5 separate regions of the Sus scrofa genome follow, and all the other regions are linked to region 3. The links are chromatin contacts, called in public HiChIP or PLAC-seq maps. All regions are on one chromosome and are shown on one strand. The core of a region is the stretch at or near the end of the contact, and the rest is flanking DNA. Distances in the headings are between cores, read along the strand shown.

Region 1 (2,700 bases), core at 90-2,589, 370 kb before region 3:
ATTAAAATGTCTAGTTTCCTTTGATACAAACATCAAACATGTTGTTGCTGCTGTTTTTCCGATAAGCAAAGTAATATTTTCACTGTAGGAAATGAATAATTTGTCCTACCAAGTGCCATTAACAGTTTGGAATATTTTCTCTGCTGATTTCACAACTCTTTGTTTCTTTCTCTCTTTCTCTGCTGTTTATTTACAATACTGGAATTATGTAAATAAACATTTTGTGAACAAATGATTTTTAAAGGTTTACACTATTTCATTATATAGATAAACTATTTAATAACCTTTAGGCTAATACGAGGATGTGGGTTATTTCCAGATTTCCACCATTACACGTAATGCTGCAATAACTTCCCTTTTTTTTTTTGGTCTTTTTGCCTTTTCTAGGGCTGCTTCCCGAGGCATATGGAGGTTCCCAGGCTAGGGTTGAATTGGAGCTGCAGCCACCGGCCACAGCCACAGCCACAGCCACGCAGGATCTGAGCCGAGTATACGACCTACACCACAGCTCATGGCAACGCCAGATCCTTAATCCACTGAGCAAGGCCAGGGATCGAACTTGCAACCTCATGGTCCTAGTCGGATTTGTTAACCACTGCGCCATGATGGGAACTCCTGCAATAACTTCCTTTATACATATCTTTTATTTCCTTTTTCTTAAAAGTATTTGATCAATTTGTACATGAGCATCTATCTTTACTGCTTACAGTATTTTCATCCAGAAAGGTTGTAACCATATACACGCTCAAGCGGAAGGACACGAACGTCTGATCCACTTGACCTTTGCCAGAAATAACAGCACAATTTTTAAAACAAACCCCAAAAAAGGCATAAAACAATTTCCTAGACAAAAAATGTATCTTATTATTTTCTTAAATTTGATTTTTTTTTTTGCTTCCAATAATGGTAATTTTTTTCTTTTCTGTATACTATCTTTTTTCTTTTGTTTCTTATCCACAAACTCTCTATTCATGTACTCTGCCCATTTAAAAAGCTGAATTGTTCAAGGTATCCTTATTATCAGACAAAACCACTCTTTATATTAAAGACATTAAATCTCTTTAGGTGATAATATTTGTTACAAATACATATTTTTTTAACTGGGTAGTATTTCTCTTTTAAATGTTTGTTGTACTTTTTGTTCTAAGGAGTTTCAAATTTGCATATATTAGGCATGAATCACCCCTGCCCTGCCCTGAGCTCTTTTCTGTCCAACTCACATTCTCAAGAGAGTTTGTTCCCGTCCAGACGAGGCTGTGGGTCCTCCCTTCTGCCAGCCAAGCCCAGCTGGTCCGGGGTGGGACAGCTGACCAGAAAGAAGCAGACACTGGCTGTGCAACCAGCGTACGTCCAGTGCTCACACTCCCGGTCCTTCCAGAATCTTGAGTCACTTCTCTAGCTCAGTCTCGGGAAGGCGCAGCCCAATTAATCCTTGCCCTTGGATTAATCCCACATCCCTTTCCAGTAAACCCTCCATATACCTGTGGTCTTTTGAGTTGGTTTCGTTCCTTACACTCATGACTATCGTTCGTAAAACATGGTGAAATAAAGTAATTCTTTCCTCTGTGGTTTCTTCCACTGCTTTTATATTTCAAAATCCTTCCCAATCCCAGTATCACTTAATAAACAGTCACCTCTTTTTTTCTCCTATACTTTAAAAAACATGAAAAAAACCAAAAAACCCTCCCACATAATTCTCCAGTTCTCCGGAGTGCATTTTGGTGTGTGGTTTGCTGAATAAATCCATTTCTTCCCTTAATGATAGTAAATGTGTGTGTGTGTGTGTGTGTGTGTGTGTGTGTGTGTGTGGTTGTGTGTCTTTGTAGTTGTGTGTCTCTGTAGTATTTTAGGGCTATTTATTCTGTTCCACCGATTCTTATGTTTATAATACACTGACAGGTTTATTATATATTTTGATACTTGAGATATGAAGTTCCTTTTCATCCTCTTTTAAAAGGACAGCTACCCTGTTCCAAACCATCTTGTATTCAAAAGACATCTTTTGGGGGACTGTGGGAGGGAGAAGGGAGATGCTGGTCGAGGGGACAAACTCAGTTGTGAGATAAATACGTTCTGGGCACCGACCGCCTAGTATGTGCCTACATACTACAGTGACTACAGTTAACAACACTGTATTGTATACTCGAAATTTGCTAAGAGGGCAGATCTTAAGTGTTCTCACTACCAAAAAAAAAAAAAGAAAAGGTAACTGTGAGATGATGGGCTGTGGTATTTCACAATGTATACATATATTAGATCCCTTTGTATATCTTAAATATAGACAAATTTTGTCAAATATACCTCAACAGGGCTGAAAAAGTCTCTTTAACACAACAGAGTCCTTTTCTTTCATCATGTCACCAGCTGGACTATCTCAAGCTCTCAACAGCCAGTTATGGTTTAACCAAGTCCCATAAGGCCATCCTCACAAATCTGGAAGAGACCTGACTTCTGGAGGGCTGGGTTTACTGCCACAACCTCTGCTCCTCAGCCCTGCCAGATGAGATTCAGAAGGCAGCTAAGAGAAATTGAGCAAACATGCTGTGGGCAGCATTACAATCTGCCTCTTAAAAATGGGTGAAGAAGAAAAAAAAAGGTGAAGAAAATTGAGTGGTCTACAAAGTTAAAACAAATTAATGTATTTCCTCCCCAGAAGTTTTCAAAAGTAGACATTAACAGGCTTTACAATCTCATCTAGCA
Region 2 (2,700 bases), core at 86-2,585, 290 kb before region 3:
GAAGATGTGGGTTCGATCCCTGGCCTCACTCAGTGGGTCAGGGATCCAGCGTTGCTGTGAGTTGTGGTGTAGGTCACAGACCCAGCTTGGATCCCACATTGCTGTGGCTGCGATGTGGGCTAGTGGCTACAGCTCTGATGTGACCCCTCACGTGGGAACTTCCATATGCTGTGGGTGTGGCCCTAAAAAGCAAAAAAAAAGGCCATTTCTCACCTAGACTCAATTTATTTATATACTTTGTTTCAACATTTACCGAATTAAGATATACCTGCAAATCTTTTTTCCAAAATATTTCAGGAAGCCCTATGAGGTCTAAAGATTATTACCTATTATGTTTTGGCCCAAGGGTGTTGATTTCAATCGTGTATCAAGTGAAAAAATGAACAAAGCTTAGCTCTCTTATGTCCTCTTCTCTATTCTGCCTTTAACAGACTAAAATAAATGTTTTTAATGTTTCTTACAGAGAGGGCTGAATTGAAAAAGTCTGTGGAATAACTGTTCTTCAGGATTTAAGAGTTTAGTGCCTTTACCCTGTAGCTGAAAACTCTCTTCCTTTATCACCTGTATGTGTTCACACAAGTTCATGCAAGGCTGACATTCTTTCTGGAAGGCAAGAGAGGAAAGTATCAGATCCTGATTAAAGCCGCCCACCCACACCAGGGTGAATCCATGCAGAAGAACTTCGCCCTTTCTAGAATTGCTCCTTCACGATCAAAGCCAGTGGCAGACATTCCTGGACTTTGAGTTCTCTTCTCCTCTTTCCACTCTCAAGACTCAGAATACCAAGGGCATATGAAGGAAGTTGCCAATCTTGTGTCAGTGGGGAACTTTCTGTACCAGGACACCCATGATTGGCATCTTCTGACAGCTGGCCTGCCAGTTCACCGTGTCACTTGTGACAGATCCACCTGATTTCCTTGGAATTATCAGTACCCTAATAGTAACAGCTGTTTTCCCTTTTTTTGGTTTTAAAAACCTAGGTAGATTATGAAATGCTTTGCCAAGTACTTATAAGTGCACGAGAATAGTCTTCTGTGCACACTCTGCTATGCCGGTGGCCTGGCATGACTTTCCAGGAGCATTGGGTGAAATCAGTTTGCCCAGTAGGCTCCCCTATGTGGCCCGGGAAAACAACGACAGAAGATAGATGGAAAGGAAAAAAGAAAAGTCAAGAAATGACTAGACTGTGTAAGTAGAATAAGGATGTATTACTAAAAAAAACGAACAAACAAAAGCGCAATTTGATTCTAATCTAAGCAGATAAGTTCACAATCCTTCCTCAATGGTCAGTGAAGGATATCCTGGCCATCTGTGTGTTGAAACGTATTGTGAAGCACAGACGGAATCCCCGCCCTTGAAGGGCTCGCATTCGGACGGGACTGACAGATCATAAATACACGAGTAGAATTCCAATGACACCCCGCCGGGAAAGGAAGTCTCAGAGATGTGCTTCAACGTCCTAGGATATTTCAAGCTAGTTCAATGAGTGCTTATCTCAGTTTTATTTTCTGCAACAAGACACGGAGAGACATCCAGCATCGTGTGCTACTCTTAGCAAACCCTTGGTTAGAGACGCTCACTTGGGGACAAGGACAGCAAGACGTGGCGCGTCCGTTTGGAGCTGTTGATCCTCTTTAACACCATCAACTACAACAGAACTGCAGCTGGATTAATCCCCTGGAAAGCTGAATGTTACCTGCCTGATGCTGAGGACAAGAGATGAAAGGCCATGGAGCTTTGTCTGACACACACCCTGGAAAAGCACAGGGGATGTTTTCATCACTGAATTACAAAGTCTCAACTCTTCCACAAGGAAAGAGTGTTTCACATTTCTGATTCAATTCAATCTCTAAACTTAATGTGGAAATGGCTTGCAGCTCAGTCTTAAACTAGTCACAACGGTAGAAAAAAAGAAGTAGGAACAACAGACATAAAAGACACGAATTACCTAAACTAACCATCAGGCACAAATGGGAGAATCGTTTAAAAACCAAAGAGCCTGCTGGTGGATTGTGGTGGTAACATGTGAGTATGCGTATGTTTCCTGCCCTCAGAATTATAAAAACTTGTAACAAAGTAATGTAGTAACACTAATAAGATCTGAAGGCTACAATCTTAAAAAGCATTTCTCTCTATATCTAAAAGCACATCCCTCTCTTTCCACAACAGACTCCTTCCCCCTTTAACCCCCTCCCTACTAAAATAAATAAACTCATCCATCAGAGGCTGCTGCAAGCTCCAGCCTAAGATCTCTCTCTCCCAGGGCTCTGCCTCAGGCCACAGGATCCCAGGTCTGAGGAGAAGTCAGCCGTGATCCAGTGACTGAGTAAACCCATCACTTTCCTGATGGGCAGAGGGTGGTTTACTGAAATGAGCATCCCTAAGGGAAAGCCTTGGCTATCTGAAATTCTGCCTGCTAGAACCTTCGAGTGCTATCCAGAACAGCTCAATTGCTGGCAGTGCCCTGAAAACACAGAGAAAGCAAAACATAAAACCTTTGTTGGTAAAGGACTTAGTCTCTTTTTTCTCTCATACACACACACACAATAAAAATTCTAGAGATACAAAGACTACATCCAGTGTTTTGTGATTTTTGTAAAGGAAAGGAGTTGCGTGGCTTTGGTCATTGTTATTTACTACACAGGGCCTTGCGCTCTCATTTACCAGATGGGATCAGACTGCATGAATTCTGAGCGGAGC
Region 3 (2,700 bases), core at 193-2,692:
TTTACTTCTTTTCTGTCTGTATTCTCTTCCCTTCACCCCATCACTGAACCAGAAAGCCCCTGGCCTGTCTGTGCTATGGAGTCCAGCTTTGTCACTAGTGACCACACAGCAAACTGCCCAGGTCAGCTAGTTTCAGATGCACACACAACGTTCCCAACCAGGGTTTCTGAGGGATTCAGCCGCTGCTCAGGGTCCAGGGGCTCAGAGCACATTAGTCAAAGGTGGTTATTCCCAACCGCTCTGCTCACTGTGTCAGGTACATCTGGGACAGGCTCTTGGTTGGAGGGTTTCCTCTCTGGTGTCTCTGTGTGGATGCTCATCTTCCCAATTTATCCTTCAAGCAATCTCTTGCAAAAAGAGATGTGGTATCCCCCACGCTGCTCCTCACAGCTTCAGAAACTCTGGGGCTTTGCACAAATGTGTACAGAGTGTGGAGACTCCAGCCAAAAGATGAGAGTGGGAAGAAGAACTGCAAAGGGAGGGAGAGCTGAAAGGTGCCAGGCCATTAATTCCAGCTCAGTGGCGATGGGGAAGGAAGCTAACTCGGTGGAACTCCAGAGCGAAAGCAAACAGGAAGGTTTTAATGAGAAAGTCCCTGAGAGGAAATGACTCAATGGCTTGGAAAGAGTGGGCTCCAGCAGGGCTGGAGGTACCACTTGGAGCCCCATCCCCGGGAAGGCAGCGGGGCCAGTCTGGAGGGGGCTCACCAGGGAAGGGCAGGACTTTCTCTTTGCTGCCAAGACAGAGCAACTCGTCCTCCACTCAAGTTTCTCCCTACTCATTCCCCTGGAACAGGGATTGGGGAGGGGATCCTTAGGCAGGAACAGCTCATCCATCTGCAACAGGATTGATAAAAAGCATCTTAACTCTGAGACTGTGTGGTCAAGAACCTGTTTGGAGAAGGGGCTGGAATATTCTGGGGCTGTGCCTGCAATGAGGAATACATAACAGTTCTTCCAGGGCCTGAAACAGAGAACTTCCTCCTTCAAAACAAAAGAAAAGAAAACAAAAACAAAAACAGGCTGCTAAAAGGAGAACTATGGTACAGGGATTGCCACAAACACAATGCAGAGCTGGTGTGACATGAGAGAGGGGTTGCATTTTCTGACTCAAAAATCAGGGTGACAGGTTTTTTTTTTTTTGGCTTCTGAATTTGCATACATGAGATGCCTTAAAATGGAATAAAATGAAATCATACTTAGTCAGAAATGGGACAAAATGAACTTATTAGAAGTGATAACGTTGCACAAAATTGGAAGGATGCTGGAGAATCTGGCAGGAATGAACACTGTTTGGAACTGAAGTGTATCTGAGAAGAGCAGGAGAGTGAAACTTTTCAAATCCCGAGTTTATTAATTCCTGCATGAATCAGCAGCGGGCGGGGACAGAGTGAGAGCAAGCTCCCTTCTGCGCGTGGGGGTGTTGGGGAGAAGCCAAAGCCCGTCCAGCACGCTCAAGTGAACAGAGCTTGGGCTCTGGCTCTCCAACATCCTAGGCGTGTCCTCTGGCACATCTGGGGTCCCTGATCTGCCAGGAGAGGACAGAATGGAGCCTGCCAAGTGGTGGTGAGAATTCCAGCTAAGGCCAATGTCTGGCACAGACGGTTGTGCACAACGGTCAGTTCCTTCCCCTCCCCTGCCCCCTGGTGAGGGAGGGAAAGATGCCCCAGCCTTGGAAACACCCCTGCAATTCAGCAGACCTCTGGGGACTCCTCCAGAAGCATTAGGAGGCCCTGCCCGCACCCCTCAGACAAGTAGCTGAGGAGAGAACACCCACAGGTCAAGCTGCCTGCTGCTCGGGGCCACTGGCCCGGTGCCCACTGGCTGGAAAAATGCACGGAAGGGAGCTGTAAACAGTCTCAGAGGAAACGAAAGTTTCTTGTTGAATGAGGGGCAGTAAAGCCTGGTGATTTTGGAAGAGCGGAAGAAAAGGGGCAGCAAGGAGGGGAAAATGTAAAGACAAACTGTGAGCCCCAGCGTATTTTGTCTGACCTGGGGAACCGCCTGGGCAGAAAGAATGCGGGAACCTCAGTTATGCTGCAGATGGAACTTCCCAGCCTTTGCTGATCCTACAGACCACTCCTTCAGTGACTTAAAAGAGCATTTTAAAAGCCACTCTCCAAGGCCCTCCTGCAGGGGCATGGGGAAGATTTGTCACTTCTACCCAAACCCAGCTTGCAATGCTGTCACTTCTGTGCACCCTGGCTTTTTCTAAAAAGGTCTCTGTCTTTTAAATTTCATCATTTACACCACTTGCTTCAGTGACTCTGAACTTGGCATGCTGCTCTCTGAATCACATGCTTTTGCCTACATTACATAGTGGGGCTTGGAGTCCTGCCTCAGAAAGAAGTTGTCAAAGCTTCCCATTGCTTTTCCAAGGCTGCTGGCAGTGCAAGGCATCAGAAACACACTCTTCCTCCAGGTCTTTCTTCTACCTCTACATCAACCTTGAAAAAAGATCCCAAGCTGGGTCATGATGTCTAAGAGCTCAAGCCAATTTATATTAATACATTCTGGGCACCTACTATGTGGCAGGCATGACGGGGATCCTGGGGTAAGGATCCTTAGCTTCTACACTGCAGGGTCTTGCTGCCTGCAAAGAAGCAACATACAGGGTCTACGTAAGGTCTGAGGCATGAGATAGATGCGCCCCAGGCTGAGCAGCTGGAACCTGTCCGCTGTGGACAGATACTTGAAGATA
Region 4 (2,700 bases), core at 174-2,673, 440 kb before region 3:
CATTCATTGGCAAAAGGCAATACATAGACCTCATCCATGAAATCCCAAAGGTTTCCAGCAGGAACATCTACAGCATCTACACAGGCGCCGGGGGTGGAGGGGGTGGAAGGCTGGGAACCGCCCAAGACACTGAGAAGCCAAGTTCCTGCTTCGAGTCACCTCTTCATCATGCCCTTAAATATATCATAATCCCTCTCCCCAACCAGGTCTTATTCTTCTACTAGGTTTTAAGCAACTTAGCAAGAAGTTTCATTTCTGAGAGGTACGAAGAAATAAAGCTCTGAGCATGTCTTCCAGGGGGGAAGGCAAGGCAGGCAGATTTGCTGTAAATTTAGAGAGCGCAATCCGATGCCTTTTTCATGAGAGAGTTGGGAGGAGGAAGGAGAGAGCCTTAGATCTGTTTTGCCTTTCATAAAAAATATATCAGCGTTTCGGAGTCCAAGATTCAGAGTCAGTATTTTCCTGGATGAAGAACTTGATAATTTTTCTTCCTAGGAAACTGACATATTTAACTGAGTTTCCTTTCTAGACTAGTAGATACAGAAATGCGCTTTTTCGATTCTTGCCCAATGTTTTGGCAGAACTTGTAATCAGTATGCCAAGAGGCCTCATAGGCTACGGGGGTAAAATTCCTCTCTCCCTTAGCAGGCTTATGGGCGAGTCTGGCTAAGAGCAAACAAGTCTCAAAGAGATTGGGAGGAGGACAAAGCTACTCCTCAAGGTGGGATGGCATCAAATGGGGACCAAAAGGCCAGTGGGTGGGGTGGGCAGGTGCCATCATCCCTGGGCCTGCTTCTGGGGGCTGTCAGGTTGCAGGCGCGGCTGCTTCGGACCCTGGGTGACCCCTAACATGGAGGTGGAGCAGGCTGGCCCCAGCACAGAGGACTGAAGAACCGGGGCTACTTCTCAGAGCGTCAGAGCCCGGACTCAGACCCTGGGCGCTGCAGACCTGGGAGAGACCTGTCTCTTAGCAGGCCGCTGGGTGTCCGCCCCTGTATCTGAGGGCTGACCTAGTTTTGTGTCTCCAGCCTTTGTACCCTCTTTGTCCCTAAACAGACCGCAACACCACCCCATGCTCCAGCCCGGGGCTAGAAGGCATCACTGAGGTGAAAGCCTCTTTTGAGGTTCTCGGCCAGAAACAAACACACATTCAATTATGACAGCAGTACTCTGTGATCCTGAACCTCCGCCAAGCAAAAGAAAGCCACGCACAGACGGCTGAACTCTGACAATTCCACAGCTCAGGGCACATAAGGCGTGTAATCCAGCTGTAAATCCTGTCGACAGTCCGCCCCACCCACTGGCCGCTAAGCAGCTGGATTCTGAACGGCACCCGGGCCTCAGCCACCCCGCCGACCCTCTCTGTCCTCAAGGCTTCTCAGTCTGTTTCGCATCATCCTTTTTCTTGCTCAGGCACCAGCCACTCCCCTCCCTCCCTCCTTCTGTCTCCCTGAGTCCTCTGAGATAAGAGCCAGCAGAAGCACTCGCCTCTAGATGATTCTTTCATTGTATCTGAGACAATCTGCTTAATGGTCAGATATGGGAGGGGGGGAGAGAAGAGAAGGCATAATGTTTTTGCATTAGACCTTTTCAGAAGGCATTAAAAAAATAAAGTACCAACACAGATCACTTGACAAATTTATGATTAAAACCAACAAATGGAAAACAGACAGTTTTCAGTGTTGCTAACATAATTAAGCATTTCATGCCAACCCGCTCAGCCACCCTATTTCTCAGATCTATTTCTAGATGTACCAGATGTGTCTGCAGATGAAATCAAATTTTTTTTTGCATATCAAAGAGGTAGCCAGTGTAAAACCAGGGGAACAGAACTCCTGGTGACAAGCCACTGGGTCCCAGGCACAATACCTTGGGTTTCAGGAAACACTCATAAAGCCAGATTCCCAAGGGATGCATGGTTCAGGGTACATGTGTACCATGTCACAATGTTACACGTGACCCTAAGAAAAAGACATGAGCAGCTTTCATCTCAGCATAGAAGGGGGTGGTAATTTTCGGGGAAGACATAATTATCTCGGACACCGAGTAGGAGAGTCAGATGGAAGACGTTTAGTGTCTGCTTCATTCTTGCTCCATAAGAACAAGGGATCTCGGGAGAAGGTCATCCTTGGAACAGGGAACAAGTCCCTGGGTGGACGAGTCTGAGGTGGGGCTTAGCAGGTCGTTTACAGCGAGGAGAACTATTTCAGGCGCTTGGCCAAAAACCATACAAAGGGAGGGAACTGAAAACCCCAGGCGACTCGACTCTCCCAGCATTTTTCTGCTTGAAGCAGGATAAAAAGCCTGAAATTTTGGCTGCATCTCTATTTATGTAACAACTACAGCTGCTCCCCAAAATAGCTGCTGCTGCTGGCAGAAAGAGGGAAGGGCTTCTGTTGCTGACATCGAGTCCATTTTCTCTAGGGCTGGGCTGGATTTCCTTGCTCCTGCTTTCGGTGTAACGGGGTCTAAACGGAGCTAAGGAATCGCACCCTGAACACATCGGCGGGTGCCATCAGCTAGTGGATGGATTTTTAGGCGGCGGCGGCGCATCCTCTTGGTGAGACCACGTGAGGCTTAGGCTAGTGGCAGGTGACCTCCGGACTGTCCAGAGCGGGGGAACCACCCACTGCGGGGCGGGGGGGGGGGTGCGTGCGGCGGATGGGCAGACCCTTCGCGTTCAACGACCCCGCCAGGGGA
Region 5 (2,700 bases), core at 146-2,645, 400 kb before region 3:
CCTTGCTACATGGGAGCATTTGTAAGCCTCCTAGTCAGCTGTATTTGCATCAAAAAGTCAGTTTTACATTTGCTTATAAACACCATGTAATTTCTACTTTGGGTTGGTTTGCCGAGGAAGGAGAAGAGTAAAGACATCTGCCTTTAAAAAAGAGAAAAAAGAAAACAAACAAAACCAAGACAGGCTGGAGGAACGATGAGGCTAATGGGAGCCTCTGATAGAGCAGAGCCAACAGAGAGGGCTGAGAGCCATGCCGCGTCCGGGGTGCTCTGGGAACAGGAACAGAGAATTACACTGGAAGATGACGGAAGAGGTAGCTAAGACATTATTTCCCTTGGCAAGAAAAAGCTATTTAAATGGCATTTGACACTCATAAACTTCGTACCTAAAATAAACTGGGACCAAGTGGGAATAAGATGAAGCCATTTAAAAGGGCCCTTGGTAGGCAGTTTGTAGAGCTGTGTTTTTATGATCCATCCGTACTGGTATCGGAATCATCTAGAATGCTTGTTAAAATACAGATTCCCAGGCCCCACACAACACCTCCAGAGTGTGCATCTCTGCGACTGTGCCCAGGAATCTGCACTTTAATTTCATTTTGAAATTTTACATAAATACATATACTTTTTTTCTGGCTGTGCCCACGGCATGTGGAAGTTCCTGGGCCAGGGTCTGAACCCACAACACAGCAGCAACCCAAGCCAGAGCCGTGACAATGCCAGATCCTTAACCCATTTTTTGAGGCACCAGGGAACTTCAGAATCTGCATTTTAAACAAGAGTCCAAGGTGATTCTTAACTCAAAACAGTTTGAGGACTTTTATTTCAGAGAAAAGGTACTTTTGGGCTTAGAGTTCCCTCTCTCAGCCTTCCTGAAGGCAGTTTTCCAACTGAGCCTTGGGGTCTTGCAGAGCTGCCTCAGGGCTCAATAGCAGGCCCTCCCAGAGCAGCAACCCCTTGAATTGTATATTCAGGAGCTTTCAACTCATGTTGGAAAGAAGCAGCCATTTCTCAAAAATGTTTGCAAACCACGGTCAGGTAGTGACAGGTTTATTTAAACAGCAAATCAAAGAACTTCTTTAGCTTGGAACAATTTTACTTCTTTATGCACAGAACACACTTGTCAGGGTCTAGAGTAAACTCATCATTCTCTTCTTAGATTCTCTCCTGTTGGAGGCAGTCAGACCGACTTTATTTCTCCTGCTGTTCCCGATCCCCAAAGGGAAAGTCAGAACACCAAGATAAACTGATGGCTTCTTTACAACATGCTCTCAAACTTCAGCTCCTTAACTGTGAAGGAAGCAACAGATCGAGTCCAGGGAATTGAAGAAAGCACCCTACCCCCTGCTGGCGAGAGGAATTTCTTTCCTCCTGTCACTTCTTTGCCTGTGGTCCCACAAAGTCGGAGAGCACTGGGGCAGCTGCAGTCCTGGGAGGGGCCCAGAGTTAGTCTGAGTGGGAATGTGAAGGGATTTCATTTTCTTTTTTCTGGGCTCAATAGCAGGAAGTTCTATCTTATAAAGAAAGCCCAGGGGCCAGATGTATGCAGGAAGCTGGAAGCCTAGAGAAAAACAGTGGAGGCGGAGTCGTAGCTCCTGGGACGGAGGGGACTACACAGAGAAAAGACACAAAAGCACTACATGTGAACTCCCAATGGGTTTCCTTCCACACACAGACTCTGTGTGTGTGTACTTTCCAACCACTGCATTTCAAAAAGTACCCGAAAACTGGAAAAGGTAAACACTTTAACTAGAATTAGGAGATTTGGGTCCATACACATGAAGAACACGTTCAGCTTCGAAGGTGACAATGAGGGAGTTCCCTGGTGGCTACACACCCAAATGCAAGAGACTGGAGAAAGGAGAGCCCTACTATGTGCTTGGAAGGAACAAAACTGGAATATTTATAAACAGCCCTAATGACTACCATAACGCTTACTTTAAAAAAACAAAAACAAACCTATATTTTCTTTTCTTTTCTTTTCTTTTCTTTCTTTCTTTCTTTTTTTTTTTCTTTCTTTTTCTTTCTTTCTTTCTTTCTTTCTTTCTTTTTTTCTTTCTTTCTTTCTTTCTTTCTTATTTTCTTTCCTTCCTTCCTTCTTTCTTTTTCTTTTTTTTTTTTAGGGCTGCATTCGAGCATATGGAAGTTCCCAGGCTAGGGGTCGAATCGGAGCTGTTGCTGCCGGTCTACGCCATAGCCACAGCAACCTAAAATCCAAGCCGCATCTGCGACCTACACCACAGCTCACAGAAACACCAGATCCTTAACCCACTGGGCCAGGCCAGGGATGGAACCCAGAATCTCATGGATACTAGTCAGACTTGTGACCCCGGAGCCCCAAGGGGAATTCCTTTTTTTTTTTTTTTCTTTGTGGCCACACTGTGGTATATGGAAGTTCCTGGGCCAGGGACTGACAACACTGGATCCTTGAACTCACTGTGCAAGGCTGGGGATTGAACCTGCACCGTCACCGCAAGCCGAGCAGCTGCAGTCGGATTCTTAACCTACTGTGCCACAGTGGGAACTTCAAAAAGTGTATTTTCTTGACCAAGAACTACCTAACACTGATCACTGGGAACTTCCTTTCTCAAGAGTCTGATGTGTAAATTCATCAAGTATCTTATTTGTACTACATGTGGGGAAAAAACCGTAATTACCGAACGTTTGAACGGGACCAAGATGCCATTCAGAGTTCAGACTT

What was found. HiChIP or PLAC-seq counts read pairs in DNA pulled down with a chosen protein or histone mark.
Region 1: an H3K27ac HiChIP or PLAC-seq map of skeletal muscle shows a contact between it and region 3, with 6 times the contacts expected there. The contact joins two enhancer-like sites. A contact is called at or near these places in 3 of 47 Hi-C or Micro-C datasets (heart right ventricle, psoas muscle and skeletal muscle) and 1 of 2 datasets of contacts at active chromatin or transcription factors (skeletal muscle).
Region 2: a contact with region 3 is called in an H3K27ac HiChIP or PLAC-seq map of skeletal muscle. The contact joins two enhancer-like sites. A contact is called at or near these places in 1 of 47 Hi-C or Micro-C datasets (skeletal muscle) and 1 of 2 datasets of contacts at active chromatin or transcription factors (skeletal muscle).
Region 4: an H3K27ac HiChIP or PLAC-seq map of skeletal muscle shows a contact between it and region 3. The contact joins two enhancer-like sites. A contact is called at or near these places in 2 of 47 Hi-C or Micro-C datasets (heart right ventricle and skeletal muscle) and 1 of 2 datasets of contacts at active chromatin or transcription factors (skeletal muscle).
Region 5: a contact with region 3 is called in an H3K27ac HiChIP or PLAC-seq map of skeletal muscle. The contact joins two enhancer-like sites. A contact is called at or near these places in 1 of 47 Hi-C or Micro-C datasets (embryonic fibroblasts) and 1 of 2 datasets of contacts at active chromatin or transcription factors (skeletal muscle).

Annotation. Positions count from the first base shown.
Region 1 is chr9:125,776,715-125,779,414 of Sscrofa11.1, reverse strand. The region is part of intron 3 of C9H1orf21; the gene reads right to left. Among named protein-coding and RNA genes, the nearest start is that of C9H1orf21, 160 kb to the right of the region's middle. Within about 2 kb of position 1,339, at least 11 of the 83 cell types and tissues checked have an H3K27ac peak or open chromatin away from gene starts, as enhancers often do. A contact at or near this core is called in skeletal muscle, where this site is marked.
Region 2 is chr9:125,690,321-125,693,020 of Sscrofa11.1, reverse strand. All of the region lies in intron 1 of C9H1orf21, which reads right to left. Among named protein-coding and RNA genes, the nearest start is that of C9H1orf21, 79 kb to the right of the region's middle. Within about 2 kb of position 1,335, at least 9 of the 83 cell types and tissues checked have an H3K27ac peak or open chromatin away from gene starts, as enhancers often do. A contact at or near this core is called in skeletal muscle, where this site is marked.
Region 3 is chr9:125,402,638-125,405,337 of Sscrofa11.1, reverse strand. No RefSeq gene overlaps it. Among named protein-coding and RNA genes, the nearest start is that of TSEN15, 100 kb to the right of the region's middle. Within about 2 kb of position 1,442, at least 33 of the 83 cell types and tissues checked have an H3K27ac peak or open chromatin away from gene starts, as enhancers often do. A contact at or near this core is called in skeletal muscle, where this site is marked.
Region 4 is chr9:125,844,929-125,847,628 of Sscrofa11.1, reverse strand. It overlaps C9H1orf21, which reads right to left. Exons shown (of 6, transcript XM_003482739.3): 6 at 1,627-2,700. Among named protein-coding and RNA genes, the nearest start is that of EDEM3, 140 kb to the left of the region's middle. Within about 2 kb of position 1,423, at least 40 of the 83 cell types and tissues checked have an H3K27ac peak or open chromatin away from gene starts, as enhancers often do. A contact at or near this core is called in skeletal muscle, where this site is marked.
Region 5 is chr9:125,804,271-125,806,970 of Sscrofa11.1, reverse strand. All of the region lies in intron 3 of C9H1orf21, which reads right to left. Among named protein-coding and RNA genes, the nearest start is that of EDEM3, 180 kb to the left of the region's middle. Within about 2 kb of position 1,395, at least 13 of the 83 cell types and tissues checked have an H3K27ac peak or open chromatin away from gene starts, as enhancers often do. A contact at or near this core is called in skeletal muscle, where this site is marked.